Regions from separate parts of the Mus musculus genome. Here region 1 is linked to region 2. A link is a contact called in public HiChIP or PLAC-seq data. All regions are on one chromosome and are shown on one strand. Each heading gives the region's core, a stretch centred on a gene start, on an enhancer-like site or on the middle of the called end of the contact. The rest is flanking DNA. Distances are from core to core; before and after follow the strand shown. Region 1 overlaps Lmcd1 (LIM and cysteine-rich domains 1). Region 2 holds the start of Lmcd1 (LIM and cysteine-rich domains 1).

What was found. HiChIP or PLAC-seq counts read pairs in DNA pulled down with a chosen protein or histone mark.
Region 1: a contact with region 2 is called in an H3K27ac HiChIP or PLAC-seq map of embryonic stem cells, with 8 read pairs. The contact joins the enhancer-like site here to the promoter of Lmcd1 in region 2. A contact is called at or near these places in 5 of 39 promoter capture datasets (the 3T3-L1 cell line, epiblast stem cells and liver), 5 of 484 Hi-C or Micro-C datasets (the C2C12 cell line, the MC3T3-E1 cell line, nephron progenitors and 1 more), 5 of 115 datasets of contacts at active chromatin or transcription factors (astrocytes, cardiomyocytes, embryonic fibroblasts and 2 more) and 3 of 9 other capture datasets (adipose tissue, liver and pancreatic islet).

What each region holds. Positions count from the first base shown.
Region 1 is chr6:112,319,579-112,322,278 of GRCm38.p6, forward strand. The region is part of intron 4 of Lmcd1 (LIM and cysteine-rich domains 1); the gene reads left to right. Among named protein-coding and RNA genes, the nearest start is that of 5031434C07Rik, 31 kb to the left of the region's middle. Within about 2 kb of position 1,358, at least 23 of the 459 cell types and tissues checked have an H3K27ac peak or open chromatin away from gene starts, as enhancers often do. A contact at or near this core is called in embryonic fibroblasts, where this site is marked.
Region 2 is chr6:112,272,458-112,275,157 of GRCm38.p6, forward strand. Lmcd1 (LIM and cysteine-rich domains 1) reads left to right here and starts at 1,301. Exons shown (of 6, transcript NM_144799.2): 1 at 1,301-1,515. The coding sequence starts at 1,474.

The DNA of each region.
Region 1 (2,700 bases), core at 108-2,607, 47 kb after region 2:
TGGCTGCAACTTACCTCTAATAAGGATGAGGTCAGTTCATAGATCCCGATGCCAGGCTTAGCTTTCAAAGTCCACTATGTCAGGTAGACCTGCCAATAAGGCACATTGGCCTAAATCATCAGAAGTACATCTGTGTGCTTGGGCAACTAACTAAGAGGCGTGGCTGTCTGCGCCAGCCTCAAAATAGATCACAGATCACAATCATCACATTGATAGTGAAAGAAAAAAAAAGCATGGTAGAAACACCCTCAGCCACGGATCCTTCAATAAGGCCTCTCCATAAGAAAATCCCAAGGTAGAAATAAATACTCCCAAGCACCAACTCATCTGCTGTCACTCCTGGAGGGAGGCAGGGAGGGAGAGACTAGCTTTTCAAATCACCAAGACTAATTCAATATCTTTAAATCTTTGGGATGATCATGAGTTAGCTTGAAGACATCAAACAATTTATCCAGATAAAGAGCCCATATGGGACACGACCATAGTAGTTTGCTAAGTAGCAGTGGACTGATTCAAGTCTTGTTGTTGCTAGCAGTGTGGTGTGAGCAGTCCTGAGAACAGTTCCTAGAAAGGATGGAGATCTGTATATCTGGAGTGAACCACGGCACTTGACATCCTTCACAGCCCAGCCTGCTGGAGATTGAAGCCCTTTTCTCTGTGTTCTAGAAAGATCAGAAGCACACCCTACCCCAGCCCAAGTCTCTCCTCATGGGTCTCAGGAGCATCTCAAGGCTCTGGCCAGGGAGTTGTGAACAGCCAGAAACCTGTGCTATACCCCACCAAAGCTCCTCACTCTCTCTTCAAGCCCCCAGCCCCCATTTTTCTCTCCTGGATAGGATTTGTGGATGCCTGTTCTACACATGCTCTGACTGCTGACAGGCGGTTTCCTTGCTTTTGGAGAGCTCAGTGGATGTTCACTTGGAAATTGAATATACAGGGTTCCCAGGCATGTCACTGTGCCCAGGCATTTCCGCCTTTCCACCATCCCACACTTGAAACTCAAGAAAGGGGACAGAATGCCAGAACAGAGCATAAAATGTACTCTCGGCTCTCTAAGGCTAAACATCCTTCCCCTGTGCCCCCAGCGTTCCCACTTCTCCATGGCCCTTCCTCGGGACAGGTGATCTGAGAGCAGGCAACTGAGAGTCAAAGAAGAGGAGGGTGTGGAGGCTCCCGAAGCCTTGAGAGTGCATTCATAAGATCCCAAGATACTCAGTGGGATGCCAACTCTTTCTCCCCCATCTCCCCACAAAAATGCAAAGGGAGGTACAATGGGCCTTCGACTCCACCCTCCTCCATAGGAGGGCCTCTCTGATGGAAACTTACAGCCACTGGCAGCTCAAGCTGAGGCCCGTCCCAGAAGGGACATATTTGTGGGCAAGGGACTTCCAAGTTTTTTGTCGGAGCAGATGTTTGGCTTGTGGGCTGTGCAGGCTGGCTGCCTTTCCTGCCAATCCTACTCAGGGACTCAAAGCTGCCTCAGCCCCTCTGTGAGCCACCTTTATTTGAACTGGAGTAAAGGTATAGAGACCAGTGAGGAACCACCCAGGCACAGCCAACCGTGGTCCCTTCACCTTCCCTGACCAAGGTGCCCGTGAGTGGGAAATTGGGGGCAGCCCTCAAAATCATCATGGTAACCAGGCTCCTCAGCCTCTGCCTTCTTCCTTCTCGGTGGGGATATTTTAATGACATTTAAAAAGATCATTTTTCCAAAGAGAAAAATCCCTTTATCCCACTTTTTATACTATAAATACTTTCCCATGTGAACATGTGACTTTTACAGTCATTTTTTTTTCCTTCTTCTAAGTGGGCTGCATAATATTCCATTGACTAAAACAGCCAGTGACAAGCTATTTTCAATAAAGGACAGAGGGAGAATATATAAAAGGTAGCAGGCCCTGTCACCTCCACTCAACACTGTATCATGCTGCTATAGGCTCTATCTAAACAAGTAATTGGCTGTGAGCCAATAAAACTTTATTTCCAAAAGTGAAGGGAAGTAGGCAGGAGTTGATCCATGGAGAAATGTAGTTTGCTGACCCCTGAGCCAGAAAAAAAAACTATCTTCAGGTTTGTTTTGTTTTTTTTCTAATTATTTGAGTTTCATCCTTTTAATTTTTTTCCTTTTGCTTTTTGCTTTGATAGGTTAAAAAGTAACGTTGATTGTTATGGTGGTGATAGTGAGAGTGTTGGTGATGATAGTTGGAGATAGTAATAATAACAATAACAGTGATGATGGTGGTGTAGATGATGATGGTGATGATCGTAGTAATGGTGATAAAGGTGCCAGTGGTGATGATAGGGATGGTGAGGATAGTCCTAGTGATGATGATGCTGATCATGGTGTCAGTGATGGTCCTAGTGATGGTGATGATGATGGTGGTGATGATAATGTGATGATGATTAAGAGGTTACAATGTTGCAAGCTGCCATTATTTACTTATGCCAGGAACAAGCCTGGAAATGTTCATGTCATTTTATCTAATCCCCAAAATTACCCTATAAATCAGTGTGTGTGTGTGTGTGTGTGTGTGTGTGTGATTTTTCTTTCTAATTTAAAAAAATTATTATTAAACTTTTATCTGTATGAGTGCTTGCCTAAATGTATATATGTGTACCGTGTGTGTGTGGTGCCTTTCAAGGTCAGAAGATTCAGACACCCTCTAACTAGAGTCTCAGATGGTTGTGAGCTGATTTGTG
Region 2 (2,700 bases), core at 51-2,550:
TGGATCTCCTGCAGGCAATCTTTCACTTTCACCCACTGGAATCCCAGTTTCTGGCAGGAGATTTTGCCCATGTGGGTTGTAGAAAGGCCTCCTCACCTCATGACAGGTGAAGCAGGATTGTTCTGGATAAAAAGGTACCTGTTCTGTATTCTCTTGTGGCAGGGGAGTCGAAGTCGGGAAAGCAGTCTCCGAGAGCAACGTGAGCTCCGGAGCAAACAGCCTGGCCAACTTACAGAAACCATTGTTAGATGTTTCATGGATACTTCATTCCAAGGGTGAGAAACAGATAGATTTTGCTCATCCAGACTTGCAAGACTTAATTACTAATTTTCACAGTCTATCCTTTACAGTCTCGTGCTCCAACCCCTGGGGCCAGTTCCGATCTCACCGTTTTAGACTAAACAAGTCCTATCGAAGAGCACACCTTTGATCACCTGACTATCTCTCCTCGTTTTCTCAGTTGGAACCATAAAAATAATTTTGAAGCTATAATATGGGAACGGCTCCCTGGGTATGGATATTTGCTGCTGCCAAGCCTGATGACCAGAGTTTGATGCTGGGAGCCCACTTGGTGGAAGGAGAGAATTGATGTCCACAAGTTATTCTCTGACCTCCACACACATGCACTCTCTCTCTCTCTCTCTCTCTCTCTCTCTCTCTCTCTCTCTCTCACACACACACACACACACACACACACAGAGAGAGAGAGAGAGAGAGAGAGAGAGAGAGAGAGAAAGAATATTGTTTTCTTCCTCTGAGAAGTTTAAAAGTTATTTTTAAAAAAGATATTTTAAATTTTTAAAAAAATTTTTGTGGCTATTGTTTTTAACAAATGATAATGTACTAGAGTCTTTTCTCTCTGGTTACTAGAGACCTTAGCCAGGTTAGGGTCAGTTGAGGCTTCTGGAGACCACCTGCCCCCGCGCACCCCCCTGGGACAAGGGGGAAGAGGTGGGCAGAGAGCACTGCTCAGCATTTATTTTTGGACCCAGCTCTCTAAAAATACCTTGGCTCTCCTATTTGCTCTCTCTTTTGACCTGAATGGATCTGCCTGGGTCTCCTCTGCCCCTCCCTCTGCTCCTTGCCCTTTAAAGGAGAAGGGCGTGGGGAGGGATTCCTGCCGCCTAGGGGACAGCTGTGAGCCCGAGGTGGCAGGGCAGCCGGCTAAGCTGACGTCAGGGTAGAGTTTAGCCAAGTTCTCAGCCTCCCTGCAGAGGCCACCCTAAGGGAGGGATGCAGCTTTTTGCTCTGATTGGCTGGCCTGGAGTGGGTGTCCACGCGCATTGGCTGGTCACTTTTTAGAGGGAGTCCCGCTCTCCAATTAAAGCGGGCAGCGGCGCGGCTCTGAGCACAGAGCCGCCGGCTGCACACAGGCAAAGGAACCTGAACTTGGCCATTCAGCAGCGCTGTCCAGGCTGCGCGCTCCCTCTGGCCCCTGCCTGAGAAGCCAGGTGCTGTTTCTGCACCGCCAGGATGGCAAAAGTGGCTAAGGACCTCAACCCTGGAGTGCAAAAGGTGAGCGAGACCCCTCTGTATTCCTGTATCCTTCAGATCCCACTGCTCTCAGACGCACTGAGTACCTAGGGACACTTTAATGGTTGCATCAAATCCACAGAAAGCACAGAAAACAGAATAGGTGACAATACTTATTTGAGGTGACAGGTTGACCCCTCTCCAAATTGCCCTTAAAGCCATTGTTAAGAAAGTATTTGCACTGTGCCGTAGTTCTTTATTGATGCTGATTAAAGGTGAACTAAAGTTAAAATTTAGAGGGAGGGAATAGACGCTTATTTGTGGTCATGGGAAACGTCTTGGCTTTCCCTTGCCTGTACCCTCCAACCCCCTGATGTGCCTTTAGTGAAGGTTGGGGGACTGTGATGCAGCCCCTCCCCCTTCGCTAGCCTCCCAGAGTTGTGTGGTTTCCCCAGCACACAGAATAGTTTCTTTTGGTGCAGTTGGCAATAGCAGCCATTCTAGCTCAGGGGAACTAATTTCTGTCCCCAGAGTCTGCACGTTTCCCTTTCAAGAAGGGCTGGCCCAGAGCCCAGAAGGTCACGGGTAAATTGCTGCAGGCGGGGCCAGCAGCTGTGCCTACAGCTCTAAACTGGCTGCCTGCTTACCTGAGGTACACTGAAAGCAGAAGACTGGGCTATGAGAAGACGTAGGGGACAGGAAAGCAGCAATGGCTTCCCAGATGGGGAAATAAGAGGCATGGGTGAAAGAGAGGTGGCTTGCAGGGGACAGAGATGTTCAAACCCTGGCCCTTGGTCTGGCACATTTTAGCTGTACAACAGCGATAAACTCAAATCCTTAGCCGCTCTTTCCCTATCTAGAATGTAAGGAGGAGAGACAGCCAGTACTTTTAACAGCAATCTTGATAATGTAGGCTAACATGCCCAAGCAGTAATTATTAAGCTATTCTCTCAGAGTATTCAATCTTGCAGGGCAAAGTTCTCCTTTGCTGACATTTGGTGGGAGGTAGAAAAGCAAAGGAGAGAAAAAGAGACCGTAGAGCTCAGGGAGAATGGAGGTGGGAGAGGGGAAGCCCCAGACCTCCTGCCCTCCCACTCCTGAGCCTAGTGATTCCTTCTGCACATGGCATCCAATCAGACTTAGTCTGGGCATCTCCCTGATGCATTCACCAGACTATTTGCAGAATCAAGTGTCATCTCTCATCCAGAATTCACAGAGCACTGAGAC